Regions from separate parts of the Ovis aries genome. Here region 1 is linked to region 2. A link is a contact called in public Hi-C data. All regions are on one chromosome and are shown on one strand. Each heading gives the region's core, a stretch centred on a gene start, on an enhancer-like site or on the middle of the called end of the contact. The rest is flanking DNA. Distances are from core to core; before and after follow the strand shown. Region 1 overlaps SERTAD2 (SERTA domain containing 2). Region 2 overlaps SERTAD2 (SERTA domain containing 2).

Evidence for each region. A called contact is a pair of places that touch in the nucleus more often than the background predicts.
Region 1: a contact with region 2 is called in a Hi-C map of muscle, with 2.4 times the contacts expected there. The contact joins two enhancer-like sites. A contact is called at or near these places in 11 of 16 Hi-C or Micro-C datasets (blood, hypothalamus, liver and 6 more).

The regions. Positions count from the first base shown.
Region 1 is chr3:43,584,708-43,588,280 of ARS-UI_Ramb_v3.0, reverse strand. All of the region lies in intron 1 of SERTAD2 (SERTA domain containing 2), which reads right to left. Among named protein-coding and RNA genes, the nearest start is that of SERTAD2, 18 kb to the right of the region's middle. Within about 2 kb of position 2,035, at least 21 of the 54 cell types and tissues checked have an H3K27ac peak or open chromatin away from gene starts, as enhancers often do. A contact at or near this core is called in hypothalamus and liver, where this site is marked.
Region 2 is chr3:43,665,994-43,669,649 of ARS-UI_Ramb_v3.0, reverse strand. The region is part of intron 1 of SERTAD2 (SERTA domain containing 2); the gene reads right to left. Among named protein-coding and RNA genes, the nearest start is that of SERTAD2, 99 kb to the right of the region's middle. Within about 2 kb of position 1,664, at least 45 of the 54 cell types and tissues checked have an H3K27ac peak or open chromatin away from gene starts, as enhancers often do. A contact at or near this core is called in hypothalamus and liver, where this site is marked.

The DNA.
Region 1 (3,573 bases), core at 786-3,285, 82 kb after region 2:
TGCCCTTACTACTATGTGTTTACAATTACAAACAGCCGCTTGCAGAGATGAGAAACTCCATGCTGTTAAGTGATAGCCTGGGACACTTAGGCATCAGTTCTTTAACTTAAAGCTGGGTTGGGCAGACCCCCTGCAGCCTTTCCTGTAACCAGTGGGCACGGGCATCCCCCACGGGCAGCACTGGGGAAGTCCCACACTGGTGCCTGCCCCGCACTGGTTGGCACTGCCCTCACTGCGGAGGCCACTCACTGCCCTGGCCACTCCACTCCCCCAGCACCCCCAGACTTTGAGACTTCACTCCCCAACAGAAATGAGGGGTTCTGACTGGCAGCTGTTACTTGCTCCTTATTCACTGTCACAGATAGAAGGAAGCAAAAGATGCTGAGAAGGTAGTGACTTGTGTTAAAGTAGATCTGACGTACTACCCCTCTATTCCTTCAAACTGCTATAATTTTTAAAACTAGCACACTGTCTTTTAAAGGCAAAACGACTTTTTCCATTCAGTGAAATAAAAAGCAAAACAAACAGCTCTTTGGTTCATTTTAAGTTATGCAATAAAATACATTTCTTTCACCCCAAATGCACTTTTTTCCTTGGGTATAGTTTAGTCAACTACTATATAAAGATGCTAGACTTACTGAGGTTGCTAATACAGTTAATCTCTGATTATCACAGTTTCATTTAAAATCCCTTTTCGAGTGCCTACTATGTACCAAAATGCAGTTTTAGAAAGCAGTTTTTAAAAAAATTATACTTTCTTTTTTAATACATAGGATTTAAATGCATTTTCTGTCAGGGGTAAGCTAAAATCAACATTAATTTTCATTCCCTAAACACAAACGTAAAAATGAGGGGAGCTGGCTCAAGTTGGGGCATTCAGTAGAGAAGTTAAGGTCCCACTAATTTACCGTGAATAGTCCACTCACATCTAAACACCCTTCTGCCTACTCTTCAATGTCACATTGAAAAACCTACTCGGAGTCAAAAAGAGAAAACCAAGAGTTATCTACAGCCTCAAGTATTCCCAAACCACATATGCAACTATAAATCAGGAAGGTCACTGTTCTTTTTCACTTTTTGTAACTGTCTGAAAATAAACTAGAAGTGGGCACATGAGAAAGACAACTATTTATATAACAAACACATTATATTTTAACCAGTAGCTCAACTCTCTCCTCCTTCCCAATAAAATCCTGATTTCTAACTAATAGAACAGCCCCTTCATGTCAGCTTTGTCTCTTTCTGTTAACAACACAGAAGAATTACGATTTTATATAGCTTTCAGAGGCCAAATGAAGAACAGGATCACCTTGTTAATAAATCTTCCCAATTAGGCTGGTGAGTGTAGACTTATGCTACATTTTTCGAAAGGCTCTCTCTGAGGCAAGGGAGTGGGTTAATGTAATGTCTGGGAGTTCCCAAATGCAACAAGACTGTATCTGATTTTAATGCACAGATGTCTTGACTGGGGAAAAAAAAACTCATAAATTATCTTCCCACACATTTTAGATGGGAGAGGAAGTTACAGAACAGAACAATTAACAATTATTAAAGAAGTTATTTAATATAGTAAAAAGAGAGACAAAACAGTGTTTAGAAGGCCTACATTTCAGTCATTCTACCCCTAACTTTTAAATTCTCCGGACATGAGTTAGCTCATTTCTAAAATAGAAATAACTGCAATTCTCCTGCCAATCACACAGGTTTTTCATTAGGATTATATGTGAAAATTCAAGGTCATGTACTTCGCAAATTGTTTTAAAGGGCTATGCTAGTATTCCTGACATGAACGAATCTCTCTGCACTGCACTGATTCAGGTGCGAATGAAGATCAGCGCCAGTGACAGGCCTTCGGCAGGTTTGCCAACCGAGAATCTCTAAAGTGGGTTCACTATCACTGCTGCATGGGGTGACGTCAGGCTGTTGTTTACGGGAGGAGAAAGGCTGCCAATTTCCACTGAGCAGAAGACGGCAGCGGCCAGCCTCCTTTGGCTGCGTGTGAGCAAGAATGGACTCTTTATGTGCGGCTTGTGTGGACATGCAGCGGTTCACGTGCGGGGCACCAAAACAAGGAGGCCGCTGTGTGTGTGTGCACGAGCACACGCTCTGCGCCTGGAGTTGTCACTAAGGAGGCTGAGCAAAACTGATCAAAATGCAACTTTCACTTTTGTTACTCTGAAAGGGAAGAAAAAAAAAAAGCTGCCACTCTCAGAAACTTTATCCTCAGTTAGATTTTTTTTTTAAGCATTTTTAAAGCAGGAACAGTCAATTCTTCTAGTTTTGACAGATTCCCCCTCAAGTTCTACAAACATTCACTAACAAAAAGAATTATGGAAGATATACTTCAAAGCACAAAATATATTCAGACTGCAGTAACTTAAGTTTTATAGGAACAACTTCATTTTCAGAGTGGTTGGAGTTGCTTCCTCCTGTAAGTTCAGGAAGTACTCGCTCAAGTATTAACACACTCTAACTAAATCCACTTCAGGGAGATATTTTGTTTAGTTTATTACTATAGTAGAAAAAAAAAATCTGGCTTATTAACATATGCCCATTCATGAAATTTCCTGGCAGAAAGCAACCTTATATTAAATCAAATATAGAAGGGCAAAAAGAAAATAGGGGATGCATTCATTACACTCTTTCTTCAACTATCCAGTGCCTTCTGGGATAGCAGTCAAATCAGGAATAATATGGGAATGGATCATGTTTACAACTGGCGCTGAAACTTAATTTCAGACAATAAATCTAGTATAAATCCTAACATTGGAACGAATACTGAAGAAGAGATGTGGGAAATATTTTTGGAACCTGGAAATGTATTTTCTTTGGTTCTGTTGTAAGAATGTACATCTGAGAAGGAGAAGAACTATTGCTCAGTAATAAAATGAAGTAGAGGAAGAATCCCAAGCTCTGTTTTCGGCACTGCAGCTGATTACTATATAATCCCAGGTCAAATACTTAGCCAAAATGTGCCTTATTCTTAGCATCTGAGAACTGGGGATGATAATAGCAAACACTACTTTCCAAACTTTAGGAGAACATAAGAAAAAAGATAATGAGTGGAGGCCTTAGGCAATATTATGTTACAGGAATTAGAAAATAACAGAAACACAGCCTGGGAATCCTGCCTGATATTGGCCAACTCCTTGGAAAGCTGGGGAGGAAAACGTGCTAAACAAGTAGGAAGTGTTATTAGCACTTCCTTCATTTTGTAGTCAGACATAACAGTAGCAAGAAATATATGGCACCAGTTCAACTTTTCCAGGGCTGGTTCCAGCAAGTAACAGTGGCCACACATTCTTAAACACATCAAGAAACCTGAAGGGCCATCCTGGGTGCCTTCTAAACATGAATGATAAAAAAAAAGATGCGAGAAAATCTTATAGAAAGATATGGAGTAGATTACCCATTATACATCTATACACACCATTATAAAATGGCTGTTGCCAGCTTCATTCCTTCATGCGGTGAAGGACACCTGATCACACAAGTCAACGATGCCGCAAAACAATGGTAACAAAATGGCAGCATGCAGTAACACTGACGGCCTGACAGTCAGTGATGTTTTAA
Region 2 (3,656 bases), core at 415-2,914:
GCTCCCAGCTCCGCACCACCCGATGCTCACAAACACTCGTTTGTCCACACACAGAGGCAGGGCACACGGGGGAATCCTGAAATTTATTACTTTAAAACACCTCAAGGCTGGATGGTTTGCACCTTGTGTACATTTTCAAGAGCTTGTTCCAATTTCCTTTTGGACCAGTAAGTGACAAGTAGAAAGCCAGGGTGTTCCTTTCTCAGGAGTGTAGCGGGCTTCACGAGTAAGTGACATGTCTCAACAGTCAGTTTACAGGGCACAGCTCAGTCCTGGTGTCTGCCATCAGGGGAGGGTAGTTCCTAGTGGGGCCCTGGGCTCCCCGGGAGCGTGTCTCACTCTACGTCCTCACCAGGCTGAAGAGGCTGGCGTCTGCTGTTCGATGAGCCGCTGGCCTGCTATGCCTGTGTCACTAGTTAACAGCTCTCAAGTGAAAGGCTCAGTCCCGGGTCTCCCCAACCACACCGTCCTGTGTGACTGCTGGTGACTACGGGCTGCTGAAGGGTCCAGCAGTGCCCATGCTAACACTAAAAACCATAAAAACGAGGCGTTCACAGTAACGCTAATGACTCAGAATGATAACTTTCCCTCACAGAGCTACCCAGTTTGAAGAAAAAAGAAGCTATGATGTGTGACGAGTGTCTTCAAGCAGGCTAGCAGAAGCTATTTCCTCATTCAGACATCCTGAGCCGCCAAACCCAAAGTTAAAGTCCTGTAAATGGAAACACGCGCACACTTTCAGTTTCTTTCGGGGGCAGTGGAAGAAGAAAGAAGTTGCCCCTGGCAAAACTACTGAGTGGGCTGACAGTCTCTCCAGAGCAGGAGAGAGGCTGGCTACAAATGCCGGTGAGACAACTTCTGAAACACAGAATATTCTCATCTCTCCCCTCTGACGCCTGCCTCAGGGTATGCTTTGGGTCCTGCTCTTGAGGTGGTCCAAGTGGAGAGCCCCTGCTCCTGACCAGGACGCCTGCCACCAGCCTCCGGCGAACTCTGGGAAGAGCTCTTTTGTCAGCTGGTCACACAGCACCTCCCGGGCAGGAAGGAGAGGCCCCCTCCTTGTTCCACAGGGGAAGCCAGGTTCCCTTAGACAACTTTCTATACTGCTAAAATATTACACCTTAATAAACATCCAACATTCAGGAATCTGATAATGGCTATGCTTTTGACATCCTTCCTCCCCCAGGTAACAGCAGAAGCCACGGGGTGGGGGTTGGGGGACACGACTTAGGACACCCTGAAGGGACATGGGCGGGGGGATGCTGGCAGATCTGGGAGAGAGCTGACAGAAAGTGGGGTACTCCCAAAGCCAGTGCTCTGGGACAACCTAGAGGGATAGTGGGTAGGGAAGTGGGAGAGGGGGTTCAGGATGGGGGGAACACATATGTATACCCATGGTTGATTCATGTTGATGTATGGCAAAAAGCATCACAATATTGTAATTATCCTCCAATTAAAATAAATTAATTTTAAAAAGAAAGTGGGGTGCCTGCAAGGATCTGCCAGCGGGGGTGTTCCATGCACTGTGACCCGTGCAGTTCCCCAGTTCCTGGGGGTGAGCCTCCGGGAGGCCATGCGGGGGTCAGCACTCCCCGAGGCTGCCTGCAGACCCCAAAGCGACTGCTTCCGGCCTCCGGGAATGGCAGAAACACGGGCAAAATTCCAACAGGGAGAAAGCCTCTGCGTGTTTACTCCCAGAAGACAAGGGAGGGTGAGTAACTGAACCCCTAAAGCTGCCCCTATCGGGGAAGTTTTCTTTTTTCTTTTTCTTTTTTTAAGCCCAAGCTCATCCAGGATGAGGTCCCTGCAGTAACATCCATGCTAATTGCTAAGTAAGACAAAGCCTTCCCTAACAAATCAGCAATGTAATTATGAAGCCAGTCACTAGATCTAGCCAGTTAGGCGCGCTCGGCGCGGCTCCGAGGCTGTAACCCGACACCACTGTTTGCGGAGGCGCCTCCCCGGGCTCTCCTGGCGGCGCTCTCTGCCGCGGGTAGCGCGCGGCCGCGCATCCGCGATCAGACTCCAGTCGGACGGGTCCCGCAGCGAACAATCCCCGGGCTTTCTCGACAGCGTCTTAAAGCCTGGAGACAAACCGAAATTCGGCCAGGAAGTCAACCTCGAAGTCAACAGCTTTTACTGTTTGGGGATGTAAGAAACTCTTGCCTTCCCTCCTAGGACTTTTATCTACTTCTATGAAATTGCAGACGGTTTCTGACTGGTTTGTCAAACATAACCTTTCCTCTTGGAAAAAGAAAAGGACATTCTCAAATGTTGATAACTGCATTTAGCAAACAAATCCTGCGAGATAATATTTCAAGTGAATATTTCTTAGGAATAAATTATGGCCTTGTTAATAAACATTGTAAAGAAACAGGTTTTTTAGACTGTAACTGTTAAGTAATAGAAAATATTTCTAATATCCTGTCTTACTGGTTCCTCAGCCAGCTGGGAACTTTAGGTTTCAGACCTAACTCTTAGGAAGCTAGGGACATCAGTCACCTTCCAAAGATACTGAGGATGTTTACAATCCTTAGTTTACGTAACAATTTTGACTAAAAGCACTGCACACCTAAAGCAAAAGACTGAGCCGAATTATACAGTTTCTAAATTTAAGATAAGCAAAAAAAAAAAAAAAAAAAGATTCTAAGCCTGGAATAGGCTTTAAAATACTCTAGAAAAAAAAAGACCATGAAGATGAAACAAGACTGACAAAATATTGATGACTGTTAAAGCCCAATGATGAGCACAAGGGGATGCACTGTACTCTCTCTATTTTTGAGTGTGTTTGGAATTTTCCATAAGAAAAAGGTAAAACATGTACACACACATCAATACATATTTTTTAAATTCTACAAATTTAGAAAAAGTCAAACAAACACAATGAACTATTTACACCCTCAGTGAGAACTATGATATTAACTTGATAGGCTATTTTACTCAGAAAACGCTATAAATGCTCTTTGTAAACAAGCATGCCCACTGCAAGTTGGAGCTCCTCTTGAGCTTTGAGAGTATCACATCTAACCACAAGGGGGCGCAGGAGAGCAACAGGCACTCCTGAATTCTGATTATTCACCACAATTTCTATCTACAGATCTCAAAGTATACACATTTCCAAGACTGTTCCCTAATTCAGGTCTCCATAGGACACTGCTTGGCAAGCCAAGAGCCCTGCCAAGACCACACTATATTATGCTATGGTTCAAAATCTGGAAATATTGTATAAAGAAAAGGTTGTTGTCTGTATATAAGTAACACTGATGTTTCAAAATCCATGACTAAAATCCCTGGAGGATTCCTGAAGCAAGAACACACACAACAAACATACAACCTGAGTCATAAGATGTGGACTGGGAGAATCCAGTAGTTCAGAATTTCCAGTGGGGGTCCTAAAGTGATCTCCAACCACACAATGAGTATCAAGGTTAGCAGTAGGAATTTTACTAGGATAGAAAAGCCTTCAACAATCCAATTGCTTTGTAATAACAGGAAATTGCCTCCACACTGAACAGAAATGGCTTCTGGCAGTTTTTTGGGAAAACTTCATAAAGAATATTGGGGAGGAGCCGTTAAATTGTAAAACACTGGTAACCTTAGAGAGATCATGAAGCAAGTTGATTATATAACTTGCTGGAATTCTCCCTATGGAAATT